Regions from separate parts of the Sus scrofa genome. Here region 2 is linked to region 1. The links are chromatin contacts, called in public Hi-C maps. All regions are on one chromosome and are shown on one strand. The core of a region is the stretch at or near the end of the contact, and the rest is flanking DNA. Distances in the headings are between cores, read along the strand shown. Region 1 overlaps PEX5 (peroxisomal biogenesis factor 5). Region 2 holds the start of MLF2 (myeloid leukemia factor 2).

Evidence for each region. Hi-C and Micro-C count contacts between places; a contact is called where the count stands out from the background.
Region 2: a Hi-C map of liver shows a contact between it and region 1, with 8 times the contacts expected there. The contact joins the promoter of MLF2 here to the enhancer-like site in region 1. A contact is called at or near these places in 1 of 5 promoter capture datasets (liver) and 1 of 47 Hi-C or Micro-C datasets (liver).

What each region holds. Positions count from the first base shown.
Region 1 is chr5:63,552,680-63,560,153 of Sscrofa11.1, reverse strand. It overlaps PEX5 (peroxisomal biogenesis factor 5), which reads left to right. Exons shown (of 17, transcript XM_013988424.2): 6 at 6,206-6,311; 7 at 6,788-6,878; 8 at 7,277-7,387. Among named protein-coding and RNA genes, the nearest start is that of PEX5, 6.3 kb to the left of the region's middle. Within about 2 kb of position 4,448, at least 8 of the 83 cell types and tissues checked have an H3K27ac peak or open chromatin away from gene starts, as enhancers often do. A contact at or near this core is called in liver, where this site is marked.
Region 2 is chr5:63,948,637-63,956,110 of Sscrofa11.1, reverse strand. MLF2 (myeloid leukemia factor 2) reads right to left here and starts at 4,451. Exons shown (of 9, transcript XM_003481695.4): 1 at 4,236-4,451; 2 at 3,579-3,656; 3 at 3,229-3,355; 4 at 2,982-3,017; 5 at 1,874-1,927; 6 at 1,413-1,541; 7 at 1,060-1,219; 8 at 20-232. The coding sequence starts at 3,628. The coding sequence ends at 45.

The DNA of each region.
Region 1 (7,474 bases), core at 3,199-5,698:
ATGTTCTAGGCTTTGTGGTGATGCTTTAAATGCATTGTCTGTTTAATCACTCTGAGAGGTAGTTACTCTTTTTATTCCTAGTGAACAGATGAACACTGAGGCTGACAGGTTAAGTAATTTGCTTAAGGAGACACAGCTTTGCAAGTGGGTGGAGCTGGGATTTGACTCTGGGTTTGAATGAGTCTGCAGATTTACCTCTTATGCTATACCACCATGCCTGCAATTTAAGCTCTTCAGAGTCCCAGCCTATTTTTCTGAAGAGGGAAGTCTATACTCACTGCACTCCTTAGGATTGATTCTTCTCCCCCTAAGCCTGGGGGCAAGGGCATTCCCTTCAGCCTTGCTCTTCCTGATTGTTCTCAAAGAGAAGCACTGTTAGCCTGTTTCCAATTTAAGAATTCAAGAATAACGGGATCTTGGGTTGCTGATGTGGCATGGGTTCGATCCCTGGTCCAGGAACTTGTGGATGTGGCCAAAAAAGAAAAAAAATAAAAGAAAAAAATAAAAGAAAAACAAGGGATACAAATGGAGAAAGTTGCAAAGATTCTAGCCTCTCAGGGTGTTCACTTCATCACAGTTCCTGAACTTTCCTGAGATGTTTAACTGGACCCAATTGGTTCCTCCTCCCCCCATCATTTTTATTCTCCTGGAGACAGAGCTTCTTCCACACACAAGAGAAAACCCCCCAACTCTTACAGCTGAAACTCACCTTTAATGAAAGCTGTTAGTCCTTTTTATCATGAGTCACTTTCCCTTGTTTAAGTAGGAGTTTGAGAAAGAACAATAGGTGTTCATGTTTCTGCTCACTTTGTATTCTTAAACCAAGTTGAGCTTCACAGTAATGCAAGGCAGGTTTTATAGATAAGAAAACTGAGATTTGGAAGGTCTAGTACTGTTAAATCATTCATTTAACAGAGATAGTATTCAGACTCATGTCTGTCTGATTCCAGGCTCCATACTTGGAATTATTACACTATCGTTGAGACTCTTCTCTGTGGATTTGCCTCAACTGGAAATCTGAGCTGTAACAAAGACCCTCTATCAGATCAAAACTCAGCTTTTCATACACACCGTAGGTTTAAGTGCTATCTCTTATCACAGAGAGACTTCTGTTATAATGTATGGGTAGCATTCATACTTGATAATAATAATAAAAAAAAAACATGCCTATTTTAAGCATTGAGATTGATGAGATAATTGTTAAAATTACTTGCATACTTGGAGCTACCAAAATCTTCATTAACCTGTAAATGAAAAACTACTTTAGAAAGACCTGTTGAACCTGTCTTACCTGTTAAATTCTCTTTGGGAGATCTCTCTCTGTTTTGTACGTTCTTTTGGAACTGTGGCTGCTTCACAGTGGCGAGGATGTGGAAAACTGGAAGGGAAAGTCAAGCTATGTGGGGTCTGCCTGCATAAAAACGTCCTATTGCAGTAGTGTATTGCTTTGCATGTAGTGGCCCTTCAGAATTTATTGAAGAAATGAATTGAGATCTGGGAGGAGCTAAAAGAAATACAGTTGTCCCTTGGTCACCAACAGGGGCTTGATTCCAGGACCCTCATGGTTCCCAAAATCCTGATGTTCACGTCCTTTGTATAAAATTGGATGGTATTTGTGTGTAACCTACCTTCCCATATGCTTTAAATCTCTAGATTAATTATAATATCTAATACAATGTAATGCTATGTAAATACAATGTAAATGCTATGTGAATTTGCTTTTTGGAGCTTTCTGGAATCCCCAATACTTTCCATCCTTACTTGGTTGAATTGTGGGTGTGGAATGCCTGGATGCAGAGGGCCAACTGTAATTCATTTCCATTAGCCTCATAGCATTTATGGCTGATATTATTATACTAATGGTATTGGTTGCCTGTTTGTGGAAAGTAGACTTCAAGTTGAAAGAAAGGTTATATTCTTTAAATCTTTATTATTTTTAAGTCCACATTGTTAGGATTCTAAGCTCTAGTTTAAAAGGAACCTTGAAACTTCGTTTTTCTCGTTTTAGTGTTGTCTCTGGAAATAGAGTTTCACTGGAAGTTGCAAAGAAAATGTATGGAAAGGTCCTGTGTATCTTTCCCTCTGTTTTTACCAATGGTAACATTTTGCATTTGTTAGTTATGTACAATATCAAAGTCAGAAAATTGCCATTGGTACAATCCACAGAGCTTATTGGGTTCACCAGTTTTACATGCCCTTATTTGTGTATTTATAGTTTTGGTGTAGTTTTATCATATGTGTAGATTTATTTAAGTGCTACCACAATTGCATTATTCCATTAACACATGAAGCTCATTTTTTCATTTGACATATTTCTCGATAGAATTCCACCCCCCTCCCCCCAAAAAAACCCTTCTGGGCCACATAACTGTTCATCTTGTGATTGCTCAGCTCTAGGAAAGAAACACATCTTTAAGGGGGTCTTGCATTTAGATGGCCCCAGCTAATATGGTGTGTGAGGTTCACAGGATAATCATGAGAGGTAAACCTGCACTTTTACAGGAAAAGCAGGGGTCAGCAGTAGCAGGTGGTGATTGGCAGTGGATCTCCATTGGGTGACAGAGGAGGAGGCTGTGGAGTAAAAGGAATAACGATCTCATTGTGATGTCTTCTACTTTTGTATGGGTTTGCCATGAGCACACAGTAGTGATAATAATAGCTAATATTTGTTACTCTGTGCTTTGCACAGGCACTATCTCATTTGATCTTCGTAAGAATCCCTGTGAGGTAGCTGTTCTTATCCCTATTTCATATAGGGAGATGGAATCTTAGAGGGCTAACTTGTTTGAAGATGCACCGTGACTGAGTGGTGGGGTTGGGATTTGAGAGCAGGTAGGCTGACCCTAGAACGTGTGTTCTTGACCACGGTGTGATTTTGCAGACCTGGAAACTTGGCGTGGTTGAAGGTAGGAAGTTCTGAGTTTTAGACCGTTAAGCTTGGGTAGATGTGCCTCAATGAAATGAACACAAATTGAGAAACCACACGAGGTGAATGTTCTGAATCAGTTATTGGGTACAGTCTCCATGACCTAGGATCGTCCCTTCCCGCAGCAGGCCTCTGCTGCTTCAATCTCACTGGTATCCAAATGGATCTGCTTTTCTGTAGGAATTTCTCAAAAAATAGTGTGAACGCTGAGTGGTATTCCTCTGGTTATTTTATTCTGACTCCTTTGTTGGAGCAGCTTCCCGATGCCATAAAACCCTAAGTCTTGTGGCCCATATGGCCACATACCAAGTTTTAGCTATTTGAGGATGACCCACCTCTGGGATTTTTGTTCCCCTAAACTACGTCTTGTCTGTTTTTTTGTTCTGTTTTTTTTTGCTTTTTAGAGCCACACCTGAGGCATATGAAAGTTCCCTGGCTAGGGGTCGAATTGGAACTGTAGCTGCCAGCCTATGCCACAGGCACAGGAACACAGGATCCTAGTTGATCCTAGTTGTATCTGTGATCTACACCACAGCTCAGGGCAACGCTGGGTCCTTGACCCACTGAACGAGGCCAGGGATCAAACCTGCATCCTCATGGATACTAGTTGGTTCGTGACCTCTGAGCCACAATAGGAACTTCCCCCTTGTCTGTTTTAAAGTCCAGGTGCTTTGTGCTTTTTTGTTGGTTTTTGCCCTTGAGAGGGGCATTTCGCAGAGATGGTGTTCTCAGTAATTTGCAGAGTTCTCGTGGCCAGAATTTGCTTTTGCAGAACACTGGTTGAGAGTAAGCAGTGACCGGAGAGTGAGGGGGAGGGGACTGGTTATTTTTCCAGAGATTGGGACAGAGGTATTCAGCATCTCCTTATTAGGTCTCCACGCTTGAGCCAACAGTCTAGTCGGGCAAAGGAAAGAGAAATGTTGCCTATAAAAGCTAGCGAGGGAAATCTGGGTATAAAAGTTGAGAGTCCTTGAAGTGAAGAGACAGAGTCCAGGATCAGAAAAACCTGTCAAACTCTATCTTTGATTTATTAGTAATAAATCACTTCTTATTTTTAATTAGGTGAATTCAGTGAGTTGTGCTCTTTTTCCCCCCCTCAGGTTTTAACATTACTTTCTCAAATATTGAGATCAGTTTGCTGAAATTATTCAGGCAGGGTCTCAGTTAAATGGAAAGAAAGTTCTGTTATATGTTAATACTGAGGAGGTAAACCTGTCTTCTTGGTGTTAAAAGCAGTGACAAATCTTCAGATTGGGGACAAAGACAGGATGATCATTTCAGTGTCTGATTTATAAGGACACAGGGACAGAGCAGAAGGAAGGTACACCTCAGGCCCCCTTCCCCTTTTTTGGCCCTGCCCACAGCATGCCAAAGTTCTGGGGCCTGGGCTGGAACCCACGCCACAGCAGCGACAAGGCTGCTTAACCTTAATCTGCTGAGCCACTGGGGAACTCCCTCAGGATCTTTTAAACCCTTTAACTAATTCTCTCTTTGCTTTTTTTCCTGGCCCTAGAATAGTAAAGGGTAAAGTCCTGGAGGCAGAGGAAAGTTCGATATGTTTATTCTGATGTTGCCCTTTGTCACTAGAGCTTCTAAGACAATTTTTAGAATTGGACTTAAAGACTTTGCTCTCAAAACCAGTCAGAAGTGATGGAAATCAGAATGGTGTTTATCCCAGGGGCTGGGGACCCACGGCAGCCTGCGAGGGAACTATAAACGTTCCATGTCCTGATCTGGGTGGGGGTGACTTGAGTGTGTTCATAGGTGGAGGTTAATGAAGCAGCACACGTATGTTTGGTACACTTTCTGTACTTTCATGTTTGTATGTTACGTCTCAGTTAAAACATGAAAAAAAGATCCAGGAGTTCCCGTCGTGGTGCAGCAGAAATGAATCCAATTAGGAACCATGAAGTTGCAGGTTTGATCTCTGGCCTCGCACAGTGGGTTAAGGATCCAGTGTTGCCGTGAGCTGTGGTGTAGGTTGCAGACATGGCTCAGATCCTGCATTGCTGTGGCTGTAGTTGCTGGCAGCTACAGCTCTGATTGGACCCCTAGCCTGGGAACCTCCATATGCCGCAGTTGCAGCCTTGAAAAGACAAAATAAATAAATGAATAAATAAAAGATCCAGTAGGAAGAGTGGACCCATGTATTTTTAGTTCTAGCCCAGCAGTCTGCTTCTCATAGTCTCCTGGTAGGTATATTAAGCTGAAATAAGGGGCTCCTGTTGTTGGGAAGGTGTGAATTCTAGAGGGGAACAGACCAGAGGTTTGGTTAAGGAACAGGAGCTCCTGTGCTCTCCCTTGGCTCCTTGCCAGTTCCTTGTAGTCTCTTGAGCGAGACGGTGGCCCAGGGCCTGCTGTTTCTTAGGAAGGGCTCCTATACTTCAAGCAAAAGGGTTTCGTCTTTTTTTTTTCCTTTGATTTCTTTATTTGGATAATTCATTTGGAGATAGACTTTCAATAAAAATATAAACTAAATATGAAATATTTAATCGTTAAAGTGGCTTAAATTTCTGAAAGATTAAATAGCAATTATGTATTTTTTTCTTTTTTTCTTTACTCAATGAATTTTATTACAATTATGGTTGTACAAGAATCATCACAACCAAATTTTATAGCATTTCCATCCCAACCTTCAGTGCATCCCCCCAACCGCCAACCTGTCTTATTTGGAAACCATATGTTTTTCAAAGTCTGTGAGTCAGTATTTGTTCTGCAAAGAAGTTCATTGTGTCCTTTTTTTTAGATTCCTCATGTTGGTGATAGCATTTGATGTTGGCAAAGGGTTTGGTCCTTAACTCCTCTCCTGAGCCTCCTTATTTAGTCTCCTGTTCCCAACTCAGTAAACTTCTGCCCCAGGCCCCTTGAGAGTGGGTTAGGTGTTGAAAATTTAGTAGTATTTTTTTTTTTTTTTTTTTTCTTTTTAAGATCGCACCCACAGCATTTGGAGGTTCCCAGGCTAGGGGTTGAATTGGAGCTACAGCTGCCAGCCTACACCAGAGCCACAGCAACACAGGATCCAAGCCGTGTCTGGGACCTATACCACAGCTCATGGCAACACCTGATCCTTAACACACTGAGTGAGGCCAGGGGTTGAACCCGTAACCTCATGGTTCCTAGTCGGATTTGTTTCTGCTGAGCCACAATGGGAACTCCAGAAGTATTTTCTTTTGACCCAGGGTCTCTAAGGTATTCAGTAGGATGTAATCCACTTTGACTTGGTCGATATTCTTCCTTTCCTGATCCCTCAGTGATTCCCCACCTCTCTGCTCCTTGCAGACCCCTTGTCTGTGTCCCCTGCCCGCTGGGCTGAGGAGTATCTGGAGCAGTCAGAGGAAAAGCTATGGCTGGGAGACGCCGAGGGAACAGCTGCCGCTGACCGCTGGTGAGTCCAGCCGTGTTTGGATGGATGCCTGTGAAAGGGATGTTGGACTGTCTGCCCAGCCTCCCCAACCTCCTCCATCCACATTTCCAAACCAGCTTACAATCCCTTCATTTTTTACTTTAAGGTTTCCCCTTGTACTGTTACCCCAAATTAGCGTATGTCTTCACTATAATTGAGTCAAGAACCCTAACTGTCTTACCGAACGTTTGTAACTCTTATCTTACGCACCCTTGCTCCCTTTTTAACTGGGAGCCCGTTCCAGTCTGTTGGGAAAGGGAGGGATAAAAGCCTGTGGCCAGTGCTCTGCCACTGCTTTGGTGTAAATTGGAGCATGTGAGTCCTCAAGCCCAGAGTGGAGTAGCGTCACCCCTTGGTTCCCTGATGAGAACTATGACTACCGTGGGCCTGGAGGAGGGAACAGCCTGGGGAGGTGGTGGCAGACTAACATGTGAAATGAGCATGTCCTACCTGTCCAGGTATGATGAGTATCGTCCTGAGGAGGACCTGCAGCAGGCAGCCAGTGACTTTGTGGCCAAGGTGGATGACCCCAAACTGGCCAACTCTGAGGTGAGCCACCTCCTGCTGCTGCTCTGCCCAGCAGAGCTGGTGTTAGAAGTTGGGAATCTTGCTTCCCTTCCCCTAGTTTCGTTTCAAAGGAAAGAGATGAGATCCTAGGTCCCCTCCTTCCTTCTGGAGAACAGAGACTTAGGACCCTGCCCCTTCCTTCTGGTATCCTCGCCTCATTTCCTGCCTACTAACCCTTTCCCTTTTCTGTGCCTTTTCAAGTCTTTAGAGGCAGAAATCCCTTTCTTTTTGCTTTCTGCTTTTTTCAGGGTCTTTAGCATATCTTGTCTGCAGCTAGAGCTGGTCAGGGGAAGGGGTAGGTGCAGGCTCCTCTGGGCATGGTTGAGAGGTCACACCCGGAAGCCTTTTTCAAGTGGCCTGTGTGTGTCTCTGTGCCCCAGTTCCTGAAATTCGTGCGGCAGATTGGCGAGGGGCAGGTGTCCCTGGAGTCCGGCGCAGGGTCGGGCCGAGCTCAGGCAGAGCAGTGGGCAGCAGAGTTTATTCAGCAGCAGGTAGGACATCGTCACCTCCCAGTCCCACCTCAGAGCTGGCTGGTGCCCCTGGCTGTGGGCTCAGTGTCCAGTGGTCCCAGATGGGGA
Region 2 (7,474 bases), core at 3,202-5,701, 400 kb before region 1:
ACCCCCCATGGGTACTTACAAGAGAGGCTGAGGGCTCAGGGCCCTCACCAGTCATAGCGGCGGGGCTGTCGGGATGGGGAGTCCTCGGGGCCCTGTATAGCCAGGCGGGGAGGCCCCTCAGCCCTTCGTCCCCCGCCCCCTGAAGCCTCATGCCGGCGAAATTCCAGAGGGCGCTGCTGCCGGTATCGGGAGGTCTCCCTCCGCCACTCATCGTCAAATGCTGCGGCTTCACCTGAAGAGGACAGAAACCAGTCACGTCTGTACCACCTGGCTTCCCGAGGCTGTCGCAGGCCCTAAGACCAAAACCCAGAGCGACGGCTCAAAGTGTGTGTGTGTGTGTGTGTCTGTCTGTGTGTCACAGGCCCTAAGACCAAAACCCAGAGCGACGGCTCAAAGTGTGTGTGTGTGTGTGTGTCTGTCTGTGTGTCACAGGCCCTAAGTGTGTGTGTGTGTATCTGTCTGTCACAGGCCCTAAGTGTGTGTGTGTGTGTGTGTGTGTGTGTGTGTGTGTGTGAGAGGGGTGCTGGTAAGGGAGGGGAACAACTGGCTTAGCAATTTTGGATTCAAACTGGAAGCCACGAGAAGGCTGAAATCAGGAATGGGATAATTAGTGAAGGAGCACAGTCCCACGCACACAATAAGTTTTCTTCTTTGTCGTTTTATGGCTGCACCTGTGGCATATGGAAGTTCCCAGGCTAGGAATCTGAGCGGCACACCACAGCTCATGGCAACGCCGGATCCTTAACCCACTAAGTGGGGCCAGGGATCGAACCCTCATCCTCATGGATACTAGTTGGGTTCTAAACCTGCTGAGCCCCAACGGGAACGCCTAAGTTTTCAATATTTGACTTAGGTGACAGCTTGCCCTCCTTGGTGAGGACATCAGCAACACCTAACTCAGCCCTAAGCTGACAAAAAAGCTCCAATCAAACTAAGAACATGGGGCTCATCCATAACCTTGCCCAAGAAATATCTGTGCAGGGTGGGTGAGAAAGCTGCTCTCCCCTAGTGCAGGGACTGGGACTAGGGGCTGGGGGGGCCAGAAGGGGGAGGGCTCACTCTCATCCAGGTTGATGTAGTCCTGCCGCTCCTCCTGGTCCCCTGTGCGGTGGTTTCGGGAGCGCTGCAGGATGTGAGCCCGGTCTCGGATGTGATGCCCGATGGACATCTGCTCCAGCCCGCTGTCCGAGTCCCGGACGGTCCTCCGAGTCTCCCGGATCTGGAGTGAGGCGCAGCATGGCACACTCAGCGGCTCCTTCCAAAGCCTGGTTACGCTAGCCCAGCCAGCCCCACACCGGCCCAGCCAGACTGCCCTCTACCAGACCCTGAAAGATGCCACCAGGTTCTCTGTGGGCGTGATTTAAACCCCCCACCCCCCACTCCCTCTGGGTGGCCACTGCCCTCCAACTCACCCCGCCCGGGGCCGAGCGCATCTCGGAAGTCTCCTGGTAGACCTTGGGGGCACCGTCGCCCGTGTTGGAGTAGGAGATGACAGTGGAGGACGAAAAGGTCTGGCAATTACCTCCGGCTGTCATGTGCTCCTGAGCCGGGAAGGGAAGAGCAGGGTGGAGTGGGGAGGGGGTCGCTTCTGGAGAAGGGACCCGTCCCTTCGACGACAGCCTGTTCCTGCCAGTATCTTCTTCACAAAAGGTGAGAACTGAGACGTCATCAGGACCCATCATAACCCCCCAAATCCTCTAAGCCCAACAATAAACCACAAGGACCTTAAGAGACGAGGCCTTATCCCACACCTCATTAGATGCGCTGCTGCCCAGTCACCTCATCCAGCTTGCTGGCTTCACAAGCACCTCCCAGCTCCTCCCCAGCCATGACAGGAATGGGACTGGGCAAGAAGATGGGACAAGATTCTCACCATGTTCCCAATCATGTCGTTCATCATCCCAAACATGTCCATGAAGCCGCCCGACTGGAGCAAAGAGATGAAAACAATCAGGAAGCAGGGCTGCACCCAGAGGAGCCCATGGGCCATATGGCTACCTGTCCCTTCTCCCCTTCTGTCACATCTAGCAGCTATTCTTCCTCATTCCTCGTGAACGGGACCAGTATGTGGCGTGCCTCCCTCCACACTTCTCTTCCTGTACCCTGCCACCCTCCTCCCTCTCTAGGGCTGCTCTGATCCCATTTCCCTTCCCCTGGTGGCCCTATTTCCTTCTGCCTGTGGGGAGCAAGCCAGAGTTTCTGGATTCTAACCTATAAAAGGGTTGGTCAGGAAGCTGTAAAGATATATCATCTTAAAAACATCTCTGGTTGGCCTTTATTTTTTTAATTTTAACTTAAAATTTTGATTTTATTTAATTTTACTTTTTTGTTTTTTGTCTTTTTAGGGCCGCTCTCATGGCATATGGAGGTTCCCAGGCTAGGGGTCCAATCCGAACTACAGCTGCTGGCCTAGGCCAGAGCCACAGCAACACAGGATCCGAGCCACATCTGTGACCTACACCACAGCTCACAACAACAGATCCTTAACCCACTGAGCGAGGCCAGGGATCGAACCCACAACCTTATTGTTCCTAGTCAGATTCATTTCCACTGTACCACAATCGGAACCCCATCCAGTTGGCCCTTCTACAACACCTCTCTTCTCAAAAGAACACAAACTTTTTTTTTTTTTGGCCTCACCCACAACATGCAGAAGTTCCCAGGCCAGGGATCGAACCCTGGCCATGGCAGTGACACTGCCGGATCCTTAACCCACTGAGCCACCAGGGAACTCCTCAAAAGAACACACTTTGCCAGGCAATTACATCTTCCTAATGGGCACAGCGTTGAGGACAGGAGCCAGTGAGTTGGCATCTTGAACTCACAGGACTCATAGCACACAGCGGGCCCAGGGCTTGTGAACACTATGGGAGGATTCTAGGGTTACTACCCACAAGGCTATTCCAGAGGCACATTTGGAAATAATACCTAAGGGTATAGAGCATGTACGAGAAGGATATTAAGAGAGGAGGAGGACTCACCATTCCCAGCATCCCAAAGGGAGAGACGGCCCCAGGCTACAGGAACACATAAGGAACAAGAATGAGAGACCACTTCCTAGCTCATTACTGTCCCAAACCAAGCCCTCAACAGGGGATCACAAAACCTGTTTTCCAGACCCCTCTGCCCACTTGCTAAGCCGGCCATTGTGCAAGAAAAATCAAGCACTTTGATACAACCACCCTCCAACCTTTCTTCTGGTCTCAGGTCTGTTGCACCACCATTTACCTGCATCCTGCGGCTGGCAGGCCTGGTCCCTGGCATGCTGCCATCTGTGATGCTGAGGAAGGGGCTGTATCCAAAGCCACCCGACAACATCCGGTTCATGTGCTGACGGTGAATGGCAAAGGGGTCCCTGTGCATGGGGTGTATACCGTGTGGGCTTAGAAAGGCCAGCAGTCAACGCCTCCCCGCCCCCGCCAAGAAAACAGCCTTAGGGAACCAGGAGCACAGACTTCCCCTCAAAGTCTGAGCTGGGGCTGAGCAGCAACGGGAGGCCCTGAGTCCATCTGAACTACTCGGAGACCTGATGTGGAGCGGATGCGTGCTCTAGCGCGTGAGGGGGCGGGGATACTCACATCAAGAACATGGGGTCCTCAGGCTCCACGTCCCTCATGAAGCGGAACATCCTGATTTTAGCTCCAGGGGGCTCCACACTGTGAAGATGTGGAGGCTCAGATTTTGGAGGCGGCCAGGCTTTTTTGCACATCCGCTCAGGGCAGGGACTCGCAGAGCACTGTCCCTTCCAAATACTGTAACTGACCTCCCCCCGCCCCCAACTCCACTTGAGACCCTTCTCCAGGTGTTCAACATCACCCTCTAGGGAGAGAAGAGCTTTTCGAACCTCTCTCTGAAAAAGGACCATGGAAAAATTTTCCAAGCCTGTTTTCTGCCTCCCCCACTCATAGTCATCCTCTTCCCAAAGCCCTGGCCAGAAGCATACTCCCCCTCCCCGACGCCACCGTGCCGGAGGCGAATCCCAAGTGCCGGCCCAATAATGACCCCAACCACCCCGCCCCCTCCTCACACCCGGCCGCCGCCAGGCCTCCCCCGGACGGGCCTCACCGTCCTCGCCACGCCTGTCGGCGGCTTCCCCGGCCCCTGCCTCCCCGCCGGGCGAGTAGGAGAGGCGGGCCTGACCCGCTTCCCTCCCCGCATCCCAAGCTCCCGGACCCTCTGCAGCTCAGCGGGCCGTTCCCGCCCCGGACCGGCTGCCCGCTCCGCTCGCGCCTCACCGGTCCCCGATCCGGGCTCAGCGGCCCATCCGGCCGGTCTTGCCTCTCGGGGCGCGGCAGGATCGGGGCTTGCGGCCCGGGACGCGGGATTGGTCCAGGCGTGAGTCCTCGGCCTCCGCGCCGCCTCCTCGCTCAGCTGCCACCTCCTTGCCCCCCCTCGGCCCAAGGATCCCGAACCGCGGCCAGGCCCGGACGGAAGTGACGTCACGATGGGACAGCCCATCCCGGGGCCGAGCCCGCGGAGCTCCGCCCATCAGCGGGCGTGGGCGCCGACGAGGCCGGCTCCCTGGCCGCGGAGTCCTTCTGGGACGAGGGGAGGGGAGACCTCGTTAGTAACCTGGATTTGGGTCCTGTGGACCGGAGGAGGCTCCCTGTTAGTATGTGGAAGAGGAGCAGGGCAGTCCATCCCCCGGGAGGGGAGGAAGAGGACGGGGGCAGATTCCCAGGGGATAGGATGGGCTCCCCGACGAGGTGGGGCGGATCCCCGGGGGAGCATTAAGCAGATTTCTACCGGGGAAGCGATCAACCCGAGAGGGCGGAAGGGCGGCAATTCTGCGGGGGAGGCGCTAGGGCCAGTCGCCCGCAGGAGGAGGTGCGATCCAGGCAGGGGCGGGGTCCCCGGAGTGACGTAGGAGAGGAGGTGACGGTTCCGCCCAGGTTGTCTTCTGGCTTCGAGAACTCAGTTAGGGCAAAGAGATTCCAGTTTGAGGGGCTGGCCGCCAGATGGCGCTCTTCGGCCAGACTGGAACTGCAGCCCATTGGGAACTAGCATTTGAGAGACTCCCGGACCCCACCTCAGTTACCCTGCTGTGAGGGGTCAGACTGGGGAGAGGTCCTAGTTCTGACATCTTTTCGTTTAATGCTACTCTCCCCTTCCTTTTCTCTGACTCCTGTGTCCTCAAGAGCTCCCAGTCCACACTGATCTTTCTTGCCTCTAGTCAGGAAGGTAGGTAGGTCAAGGGTCTAATGTTTTGGAGAGGAGGTGGAGAGCTCCATTAACCCAGATCACCCAGGGGCGGGGTTGGAAAACAGGTCAGGAGACCGACTCTAAGGCCAAAGACTGACACTTTGACACACTAAATGCCTTGCATAAAATCTGGCCCAGCTGGAGAGAAGGGCCCTCCCCCTGGGTGTCAGGATTTGGACTGTCCAGGGTGGACTTTAGACCAGGCTCATCCAAATTCCAGATCTTTTGGTTCTTTACACTGACTGCTGGCTCTGTTCGTGCTTCACAGGGCCTGACAGTGAGAGAGACTTGTTCCCAACCCCAACGCTTCCTTGGGGAAGAGGGGGAAGGTCCCTGGTCACTCAGGAAGAGATAGTGGGAGTGGGGTTTCTCAGGTTTCTTTGGACTTGATCGTTATTAAAGAGGGAAAAAAAGCAGTAACGGAGACATAGGGGGAACGGAGACAGAGAACCTAGAAGCTGGCAAAGCCAAAGAGAAAGACAGAATAAAAGAAAATGTGTTTTCCATTGATATTTCTGGGGAAGAGACTTAGCAGAATCTTTTATCTTCCAGATGCCCTATCTCTGGACATTCTGCCACACGAGTGCCCCTCTTCCTCTTGCCCCCAAACTAGAGCAGTTTGACATGTGATCAAAAGTTGTCCCAGTGACAGTACTGCAGCCCAGACTTAACTAAGTGTGGTCCTCACCTTCCAGCCTCTTCCATTTCATTTCATCATGTCCAGCCTTCAGCGGAATTGGATAAGAGGCAGCTCAGCTTCTAGCCTTCTCCTTTCATCTTTTTCCATTATCCGGTATCCTCTACCTACTGCCTTTGGGTGCCTAGAGCTCTTTCTCTTCTTCTTTCCCAAACTTAAGAATCTGATATCAGTCATTTTTATCTTTTCATGATTTTATTTATTTATTTTTTGGCTGCCCTGGGGCATACGGAGTTCCCAGGCCAGGGATCAGATCCCAGCCACAGATGTGACCTAAGCCGCAGCTGCTTAAACCACTGTGCCGGGCTGGGGATGGAACCTGCATCCCAGAGCTCCCAAGACGCCCTGGTTCCCATTGCACCACAGCAGGAACTCCACCTTTGCATGATTTTAAAGCAAGGACCTCTCTTAGGAGTATTTCCAAATTACAATTTATCTTCTAATGATGAGACAAAGCTCCAAACCTGGGCTCTGTCTCGAGTTAAAGAGAAATCCTTGGACAGGTGGAGATGGAGGACACACAAAAGCTCATTTTCAGAGTCTCCAGCAACATACTATGTCGGCAGCCACCCACTCCAGGAACTGAAGGAATGAAATTTTACAAGTAAACTTTCTGCCCCTCAGAGTTTGTATCTGTCTTCCTTTTCCTCCTCGCCTGCCTTCCATCCCTTCCTTCTCTTCTTTCCTCCCTCCCTTCCCGCTCTCCTTCCTGTCTTCCTACTTTGCTTTTTTTTAGGGCTATACCCAAGGCATAAGGAGGTTCCCAGGCTAGGGTTGAATCAGAGCTGCAGCTTCTGGCCTATGCCACGGCCACAGCAATGCCATCCAGGCCTTGTCTGTGACCTACACCACAGCTCACCGCAATGCCAGATCCTTAACTCACTGAGCGGGACCAGGGATCGAACCCTCATCCTCTGGATGCTAGTCGGGTTCGTTACTGCTAGCCACAATGGGAACTCCCTCTTTCTACCTTTCTTGTATCTCTGTCCAGTGAACTCTAATGAACAGAAATTCCTCAGTCACTGGAGTGTCCTGTAGATGATAAGATGTAGGAGGGAGGGAGGGTCCTGCCAGGGATGAAGCTGAACTCAAGGAGGATAACGATTGTTGGGAAGGAAGAGAAACAGTGCTTCCCATATTCACAGCTCTATCTGATGGAGCCAAAGTCAGGAAGTCCTTGAGAGAGTAGAACTGGGTCAGAAAAGGGGCCCTTGTTAGATGTGAGGTCACGCATTGGGAGCAGTTCCAGGACAGTTGGCTGCTGGAGCAGAGTGAGGATGGGGTGCTGATGTGGGAGTTAGGGGAGACTAGATTCTAGCCTGAGCCAAAGTGACTAGGTGTGACTGAGCGTACGTGTGTATATGTATGTGCCTGTGTACTGGGGAGAGAGGCGAACCCTGACAGCACTAAGCTGCCCAGGTAGACTAAGTTGTGTAGTGGACACCAGATCAGAGTGAGGTTGAAAAGTGACTCAGGGAGTTCCCATCATGGCTCAGCGTTAACAAACCCGACTAGGATCCATGTGGATGTGGGTTCGATCCCTGGCCTTGCTCAGTGGGTTTAGGATCTGGTGTT